Regions from separate parts of the Mus musculus genome. Here region 1 is linked to region 2. Evidence: chromatin contacts called from public ChIA-PET data. All regions are on one chromosome and are shown on one strand. The core of a region is the stretch at or near the end of the contact, and the rest is flanking DNA. Distances in the headings are between cores, read along the strand shown. Region 1 overlaps Rabgap1l (RAB GTPase activating protein 1-like). Region 2 holds the start of 4930523C07Rik (RIKEN cDNA 4930523C07 gene).

Region 1 (3,943 bases), core at 341-2,840, 260 kb after region 2:
ACTTCAGAAAATAGAAAGAAGAAGGGTTCCTTACTAGAAATAGCCTATATGAAATTCCTCCCAAACAAAAGTTGATTTATGTTACGTCCTCGGTAACTCAGTTTCAAACAGTTCATCTCTTCATTATTATTCACATGAAGATTCTTCTTGGAAGAAGAGCAATTTTTCTTAAAGCAATCAGTGCTTATTTTTCCTTATTCTTAGAAAATAAAAAGATGATAAGCCATTATTATTTCTCAGAATTTATAGAATTCTTGGTGCAGTTAAAATTTATCTCCTGAAGACGGAAGGGGGAAAAAAAGAATTTCTCTCCCTTCTGAGTAATTCTGTTAAAAAAAAAAAAGTACCAAAATATAAAAATGAAACAATTCATTTGGGGCATCAATACCAGTTGATAATAATTTTCCTTTGTCCCACTAAAAATACAAATATCTGATGTGATTCTGGAGAAACACAAGGGTTTCATTTATAAACTGTTTTTCTCCCTGCTGATAAATATTCTTAGTCCTTTTATATTTAAAGTTAAAAGTTTCTTTTAATTACTCAAACCAGCAGATAGTCACAAACTATCCATCCCTTAGTTCCCACAGGTGGTTTTTGGAGGGCAGCTGGAGATGGTAAGCAGGCTTTATGTTTTCAGAAGGAAAGTTCTCTCAACCACTAAGATAAATCACCCATGCTTATTCCATGCATGACAGTGTAGGCAAAGAAAATGGAAGACAGGAACGTTCCTCCAAAAACATGTTACCTGCTCTTCCTGTGCCTGCCCTGAGTATTACCAGTACAATAGTACTGAGAAGTATTTTCTGTTAGTATTAAACATTAATTTGGTGACATCTGTTAAAGTAAAAAGAAATACCGCTATGTGTTGCCTTTAGGTTTTATCACCAATACCAGGATTATATTATCTATATTCGCTGGCTTGTGAGAGAATGGGTAAACAAACTCAGAATGCAATCTAGGGTCTATTTTCCTAGGTTTTCCTAAAATTCTTCCTATCCCATAGCATGTCTACTTAACTAGTATCACCTTGCGCCATTTAACCGTGACTGGGAGCTCTGCAGTCCTGTAAGCGTTCTGTGGTAAAGTGCCTGCTCACAGAAGGGCAAACACCTCTGCTAGGAAACGGCCAAGTCTAATAGGCTTACTTAAACAGAAAATGCAATATCTTAAATAAATTCTCATGATTAAAACAACTTCAAGCTATGTTTGACCCTTCCGGGAGCCAGTAAAGCATTTTCACTTCATTTTCCCCCACAATGCAGCTTTGTGTTTAGAGAATTACTTTCATTAAGAATTCCTCCGCACATTTATCTTAAAGATGAATAGCCAAGTAAAAATTAAAAGATAATCAGGACTCAAGGCATCATGAATTATCCGGGCAGTCCATACCTTTTGAATTCCTTTCTATCTTTTCAGTAGTATTTTTAAAGATAGCGTGGACCTCGTCATATTTTCATCAGGGCAGCAGACTTGGAGGTTTACCTCGCAGCGTGGCTCTCCAGATGTGAAAGCCAGAGCAACTGCTTCCCCTCTTCCCTTTCTGCAGTGACTCAGTGCTGCCACTCTGATAGCTGAATAGCACCAACAAAGACACCTGTTGTGAAAGGTAACCAAACTACTTCCCGTCATGCCTTTCTTTGTGCTGGCAACCGCCCAGGGGCAAACAGGAATTATAACCTCACTTGAGCAGTCCCCTCTGTGCCCAGCGAGAGCACATTTAGAGAAACAATAGGTAATCTTCTTGGTTAAGAACACTTAAAGCCCAAGGGGGAAAAATAGGACCTGGGGGAACAACAGACCCAGGCACGTTAAAGGTGCTGCACATTCAACTCATAAGGCTTAAGGGATCAGAGAATCTGTGCAAAAATCGATTTATAAGACAACTGAAGATTGTAAAGATAGTTTTAACTTTACACAAAGGGTGGACAAACAGTTCTATAAGCTCCGACCTTCCTTCCTTCCTTCAAGAATCCTCTAATGGTCACAGAGACCAGATACTACTGACGCTTCATTTCTAAATCCAAAATACCTGTCTGTCCACCACAGTGCTTAGATTTTCTTGAGTAACACTGACTAGGATTTCTAAGCCCTTTCTTTGTATTTTTGCCATTCTTAAATACGCCTTAAAATATACATTCTGGATCTTGCTAGGAAATGAAGTTTTTTTTCTTTACATAAACAAAAAAGCATGCTCTTTGAAAACTGATGATCTTAGGAAAAACTTGTTGCTGTACCGATTTTTCTTTTCCAAGACATTTTCTACTGACTCTGAAGCAGTCTGCTAACATTCTCCCCAACTTCAGCAGCTTTTGTTCACTGTCCCGTTTATCACTAGTCTTTCAGTTTCACCAGACAGACACCCTTCTTGTGACTCCCCCACTGTCCACTGGGTGCCTGAAACCCACTGGATCATCTCCCAAGAGTTTCTGCAGTTTTGAACCTCACAGTATGCCACTGACTGGGAGAAATGGCAGTGGGGCAGAGAATTACCTAGGACCAAAGATGCAAACGCTGAGGACACCACCACTTAGTGGATCAACGGGCAGCAGAAAGCAAAGCAGTCCTGGTAAACACAGGTCCCCAGTTCAAACAGGATCCAGCCAGCTGTCTACCTGCAGAGCGACTCCCTTAAACTTAGGTTCCCGTTTCCTCTTGTCACGTAAATTGAGAGGGAGACTGGATCAGTGGTTTCCCCAGCATGCAGGAAAAGCAAAAGCAATGTGTCTAGTTTCCATCCACTAAATGGGCTAAATGGGGGATTTCAAAGAGAGAAAGCCTTTTAAGTCTCTATCAGAGTAAAGTGCAAGGGGTAACATGAAATGTAGGTATTAAGAACTCCCCAGAGTTGCTAAGTGTTTCGATAAATTCAGTCTACTTTGATAGACAACTGGAGATTTTCAATAACAAGTCTTTATACCAAGAAAAAGGGATTCAAAGAAAAAGCAATTCTGACATGTTCAGAGCCTTTCTGCTTACAATCAGAGTAACTAAAATATAACTTGAGAGTTTTCCAGATGTGGTAATAGTTTAAGATTTAATCACCGAACCTTTTAAAATTAACACACAAAAACAATGGTTTTCATTCTGGCCTGTGATACAAATGCCACTGTGCCTTGTTCTTAATCACACCCCTCCTGCCCTGCCAGGCACACCCTCCCTGCCTGGCTCTGCTGGTCTCTTTTCTTCCTGCCACTTGCTAATGTCACACTATCCCATTACTGTTTTTTTTTCCCTCTTTCCTTCCTTCTCCCTTAAAACCGTCCTCTTCCCACGGTTCGTTTTCTACTTTCATAATCATTCACCCTCATGTATGTACAGATGTTTCTACATGGCACATATGTGTATAAACATAGATTTGAATCCGGAGCAGTGTCCTGCCATGTTTTTAAATGCTGTTTTAAGAAGGTGAACTGAGGGGTAATTTGCTCTGGAGGCTGTTGTCCCCCAAGTCATCTTTCTAAAACTATACTTTTAAAAGAAAACCACATTTGTTTCTCACTAAATATGTTTGAGTTGAATACCACATCCTAGCCTTCCAAGAACATCAATTCTGAGATGTCATAGTTAGAAACAGGAATAGCCAACATGAAGCTTAGGGAAAGCATAAATATGATGACCTTTTCCTACTCCGAGCTCCCTCATACATAGCACAGCAAGGGTTCTATTGTGAAAACATAACTTTGTCATCCACCAGGAAGCAAATGCATTAAGAAACTGATCCTGCTTCCAAAAAAAATTTCTCTCACCTCATGAGGGTGCCTGCAAAGACTCTCCTGTCTCCAGCTCTACCTGTTGAACATGCTCATCGTGACTGCCATAAAATCAGGTCAGATGGAGAGGAGAACAGAATAGCCCTGACAGAAATACAGCCCAGAGGACCGAGGGCCGAGTATACATATACATGGGGCTGAGTGAACCCCAGAGAAAACTGCTGCTTCTG
Region 2 (4,014 bases), core at 892-3,391:
AAATCTGCTATTTGGGGGCTTTCTGTTTCTTAATTAGATGTGTCAACGCTCCATTTCACTCCACTTAGAGTCCACTCACCTCTTGACTACCTTCAAAGATCCTTACCTCAAACAAGAAAGCTTTTAAAGACTGCACCAGCACCGTGGTTGCCTGGGGCCATTCATGAGTTCATATAAGTTGAGACTTCACCGCCAAAGGGGAGACACAGTAGGTGGGTGCTCTAACTTGTTTTCTCATAAGGGATGCGTCATTCACCCCAAAGGAAAACCTGCTGGCCAGATGCTCACTCATTACGTTAAAACATCAATAGACCCTGTAGCCTTGGCAACTCAATAACAGCCTACCAAGCATCTTGTCATCTAGTAAGTCCCTGATTTGACTGCCACAACGTCGCTGCTACTTGATAGGTTCTAGACTTTTTCTGGATCTGTCTTCCTGTGGACTAAGACAACATTGGGATGCCGCCCTACAGATAAGCATCTGGTTTTTGAAGTGCTGAGCTCATGGTGACTGCCTTAGGTTCTTCATTTCTCTGTGTTGTTGTTGTTTCTGGAAAGCATTGTGACCATCAGCCTAGCCTGTCCATAAAGTTGTTCAGGAAAGTATTTTCCACTGTCTTCCCCCCTGCTCAGCAGGTGTTAACCCAGAAGTTGTCCATAGAAGCCACTCTCTCTCCTGATGATGATATGGTGATGAGGGATAGGCTGGACTAGATAGAACTACTCAGACTCAGATCTCAACTCCACTATACATTAGCAATGACCTTGCAGAAGAAAGTTACTCCCCATCCTCAGGGGAAGGGGGCAAATTACATCTCACACAGGTCCGGTGTAGGTCCTGGGGGAGACTCGGTCTCCAATCACCGCACCGGGTTTGCACTTAAGGTTTCCTGTCATTCCCCAAGCCTGTCTTCCTCCAGCTCCCTGGTCCATTAGACCCTAGACCCCTGCTTCAGATTTGACACACAATGGAAGCCTTCCATCCACCACTAAATTGTTGGTGGAATCCATCTATAGCTGTCTCTTGCTAAAACTGTCTTCTTTCAGAGCCTGATCGTCCCCCTGCCCTACCCACTTAACCGTACTACTCCCACCCCCAACCCCACCCCCACAACAGATCACTTGGACCACTCTTCTTATTATCATTCAAATCTAGATCTATGTAGGGCATAGTGAAACACGTCCTTAAACCCAGCAAATTTCTGTGAGGCCAACCTGTTTCTACATTGTGAGTTCCAGGCCTGCCGGGGCTATATAGTGAGACTCGGTTTCAAAGGAACAACAACAGATCTAGATCGAGTTCTCTCTGTGGGATTTCTGGGGGAAAACCTCTACTTAATCTGCCTTTGGAAGAAGACTACAGGACCAACTATCCTTGGCATTTCTGGATGAATGCTGGGTTTTCTCTTTGGCCTTTCAACCCAGAGCCAGCTGGCTTCTCTTGAGTAAACCGGAACTCTCTTGTTTCCCGGTTGTGACAGTTAGCTTCACCAATCATTTTAATTCAGGCACCCAAAGGCCGAAGGACCCTATGGCTCAGGCCCAGCCACTGGAAAGCAAGCACCAGCTGCGCACCCTCCTGACACCTACAATCCAATGAGTAGAACCTCCGGTCTTTATCATGGCAAGATCTCTCAAGGTCATTCCGGGGAAGCCCCTAGATACTCCACAGCCGCTTCTGCCTATCACACCTTCCCAACTTCCCTGCAGAAGCCTTGGAGGCACTGAGCAAGCTCTCTACCACCCCACCTTTACATTTGGGGGCGGAGTTAGACAAACAAGAGATCTGAATATAAGCTCACAAGGAGTAAATAAAATGAAAAGGGAGAACTTTTGAAGTTAGTTGTCCCTGCCTCCTGCGCTCCTAACATCTCCAGGTAACTCCCATGGAGCGCACACACAAAGATACCTTGTCACGAGGCACCGGGGATTGCTCTCCCTTTAGACACCCCAGCCCTTTTCCTGGAAGGTGACTTTATTCCACAGCACGGGGCTGTTATTTTTTCCTTAGGCCAGGGTTGGGAGTTTACACCCCACGTCTCTGGGAACACTGGCGCGTCTGTGAGCAAAGTTGGCTCTGGCGTCCTGAAGGAGGCGTGCTCGGGGCGGAGGGGCAAAAGAACGTCACAGTGGGGCGGAGTGGGGACACTGGCCGGGAGACCCGGAGGAAGGACACCCGCGCTGCGTGTGCTGTGGCGTGTGCCTCCTAGTTTAAGGTAGGAGTTGGGCTGAGGAGAGACAGAGCCAGCCAGTCAGATTCAGGAAGTTGCGTTCCTGACCTCAGTAGCAGAGCTGGGTGCGGTGAAACCTCAGCCAGGGACGCAGGGGGCGCTTTCCTCCACATCACACTGGTGGCACCCACTGACCGGCAGCGCCGCCTCTCTCCCGGGACCTGGCAGTGGGAGGGAGAGGCAGGAGCAGGGACCCAGACCTCACCCTTGTGCCCAAGTCACTTCAGAGCACCGGAACAGAGCCAGCGGTCCCGCCGGCGGGAAGCCTTCCAACGGACCCAAAGGTGAGTTTCAAAACTTTCTGTATCGCTTTGTGCTGTTGTTTTCAAAATAAGTTTGGGAGCTGCCCCGCTGTGGAAGGGGACTTTCCCATAGAAGAGTGAATCCGCCCCTGAGAGAAGTGAGATAAAGGGGTTATTTCTAAGAAGCCGTTTGCACAGTTGCTTTCATTCTTTCCTCCTAGAGGTCTCTCACCTTCTCTCTGCTCCTGGCCTGACACATGGGCTCCTCTGGAGTTTGGGGTGGAGTTCTCAGCTCCAGTTGACACCAGCTGCAGGTAGGAGCCATTTGAAAAGGACCAGATGGACATTGTCTAAACGGGCAAAGTCAGTATTTGAGATGCTCCTAAAATCATACCCTCTGGGATTTAAAAACAAAACAAAACCAAACAAACAAACAAACTCATTCTAAAAGAAACTATAATTTCAATGGGGCTAAAAGACTTACCAGACTGAAAATGTGGCCTGGAGCCAAGGGGTGGAGTGAGATCTGTATGCCATTCTGAGTCTCTAGAGAGTTTGTGTGACACATTTTTTTTCCTGAACTTTCCCAACTCTCTAAATGGTCCTTGATCTTCTTCCCACCCAGAAAGGTGGATTGGAAAACACAGCAGGTCCTGTTTTGAAGGGCTATGTAGGAATGATTTGTGTAACAGTAGTTAAGTAAATGATAGCCGGATAGCTGTTGTTTTCAACACCAGTCCTGCCTATCTGAAAGGGAACCCAAAGCAAAGACTAGTGCTTGCCCTAATGAACACCAGCCAGCCAGCCATGAGAATCCGCAGGCCTGCTCTGCCCAGTCTGCTCAATGAGGAAGGCTAGGAATGCAGCACCCAAGCCACTCCAAGCTCCTGCCTGCCAAAGCCTTTATGCTACATCCACCATTGGAAAGAGAGAGAGAACCTGGAGCTAATTTTAGGGAATCTTCATTCTGAAGTATTGTTGGGGACCAAGAACAAGTCTTAAATGGACACGGGTGCATCTTGTTCTTAACCCTTTTACAAAGTTTATCAACGCCACCTAAAGAGCCCTGCAACTGAAAGGTACTGCTGCGTTAAACGCAGCTGTGTCTGGTTTGTTTGTGTTTTGTAATTTTTTTTAATTAAATTTTCACATTCTATAGTTATGGGTAGGATAGTTTTGCAAGGGTCTCTCCTAGCTTTGAGCTAAAATTCAGATCTATCAACCACTTAGTCTGATATGTCTTCCCTTGGCCTGGTACCTCCCTTCTTCTGAAATTCTGCCTCCCCTTCTATACCCATGACACCGTTCTAGGAAAGAGGCCCATTACAAAACAACATTTCGGGCACTGTCAACATTTTGCCTACAGAATCAAAAGAGGTGAAAGCCACAGGATCAAACCCAAGAAGATAATAAACAGTCAGCAGGCTTCTGCACCAGTTTTAACGTGGAAGGGGCACACTCATTAGCTAAGCATCACTGTACCTACTGTGTGTTGGGCAATGTGCCAGGGCTATGGAATCTAAGGCGATGATGTAGTTTGT

What was found. ChIA-PET counts read pairs in DNA pulled down with a chosen protein or histone mark.
Region 1: an RNA polymerase II ChIA-PET map of memory CD8 T cells shows a contact between it and region 2, with 207 read pairs. The contact joins the enhancer-like site here to the promoter of 4930523C07Rik in region 2. A contact is called at or near these places in 3 of 484 Hi-C or Micro-C datasets (CD4 T cells, CD8 T cells and embryonic stem cells) and 3 of 115 datasets of contacts at active chromatin or transcription factors (CD8 T cells, effector CD8 T cells and memory CD8 T cells).

The regions. Positions count from the first base shown.
Region 1 is chr1:160,307,586-160,311,528 of GRCm38.p6, forward strand. All of the region lies in intron 19 of Rabgap1l (RAB GTPase activating protein 1-like), which reads right to left. Among named protein-coding and RNA genes, the nearest start is that of Mir1927, 14 kb to the left of the region's middle. Within about 2 kb of position 1,591, at least 130 of the 459 cell types and tissues checked have an H3K27ac peak or open chromatin away from gene starts, as enhancers often do. A contact at or near this core is called in CD8 T cells, effector CD8 T cells, embryonic stem cells and 1 more, where this site is marked.
Region 2 is chr1:160,042,239-160,046,252 of GRCm38.p6, forward strand. 4930523C07Rik (RIKEN cDNA 4930523C07 gene) reads left to right here and starts at 2,142. Exons shown (of 3, transcript NM_001162896.1): 1 at 2,142-2,515. It overlaps Gm37294 (predicted gene, 37294), which reads right to left and starts at 2,079. Exons shown (of 2, transcript NR_168324.1): 1 at 1,910-2,079.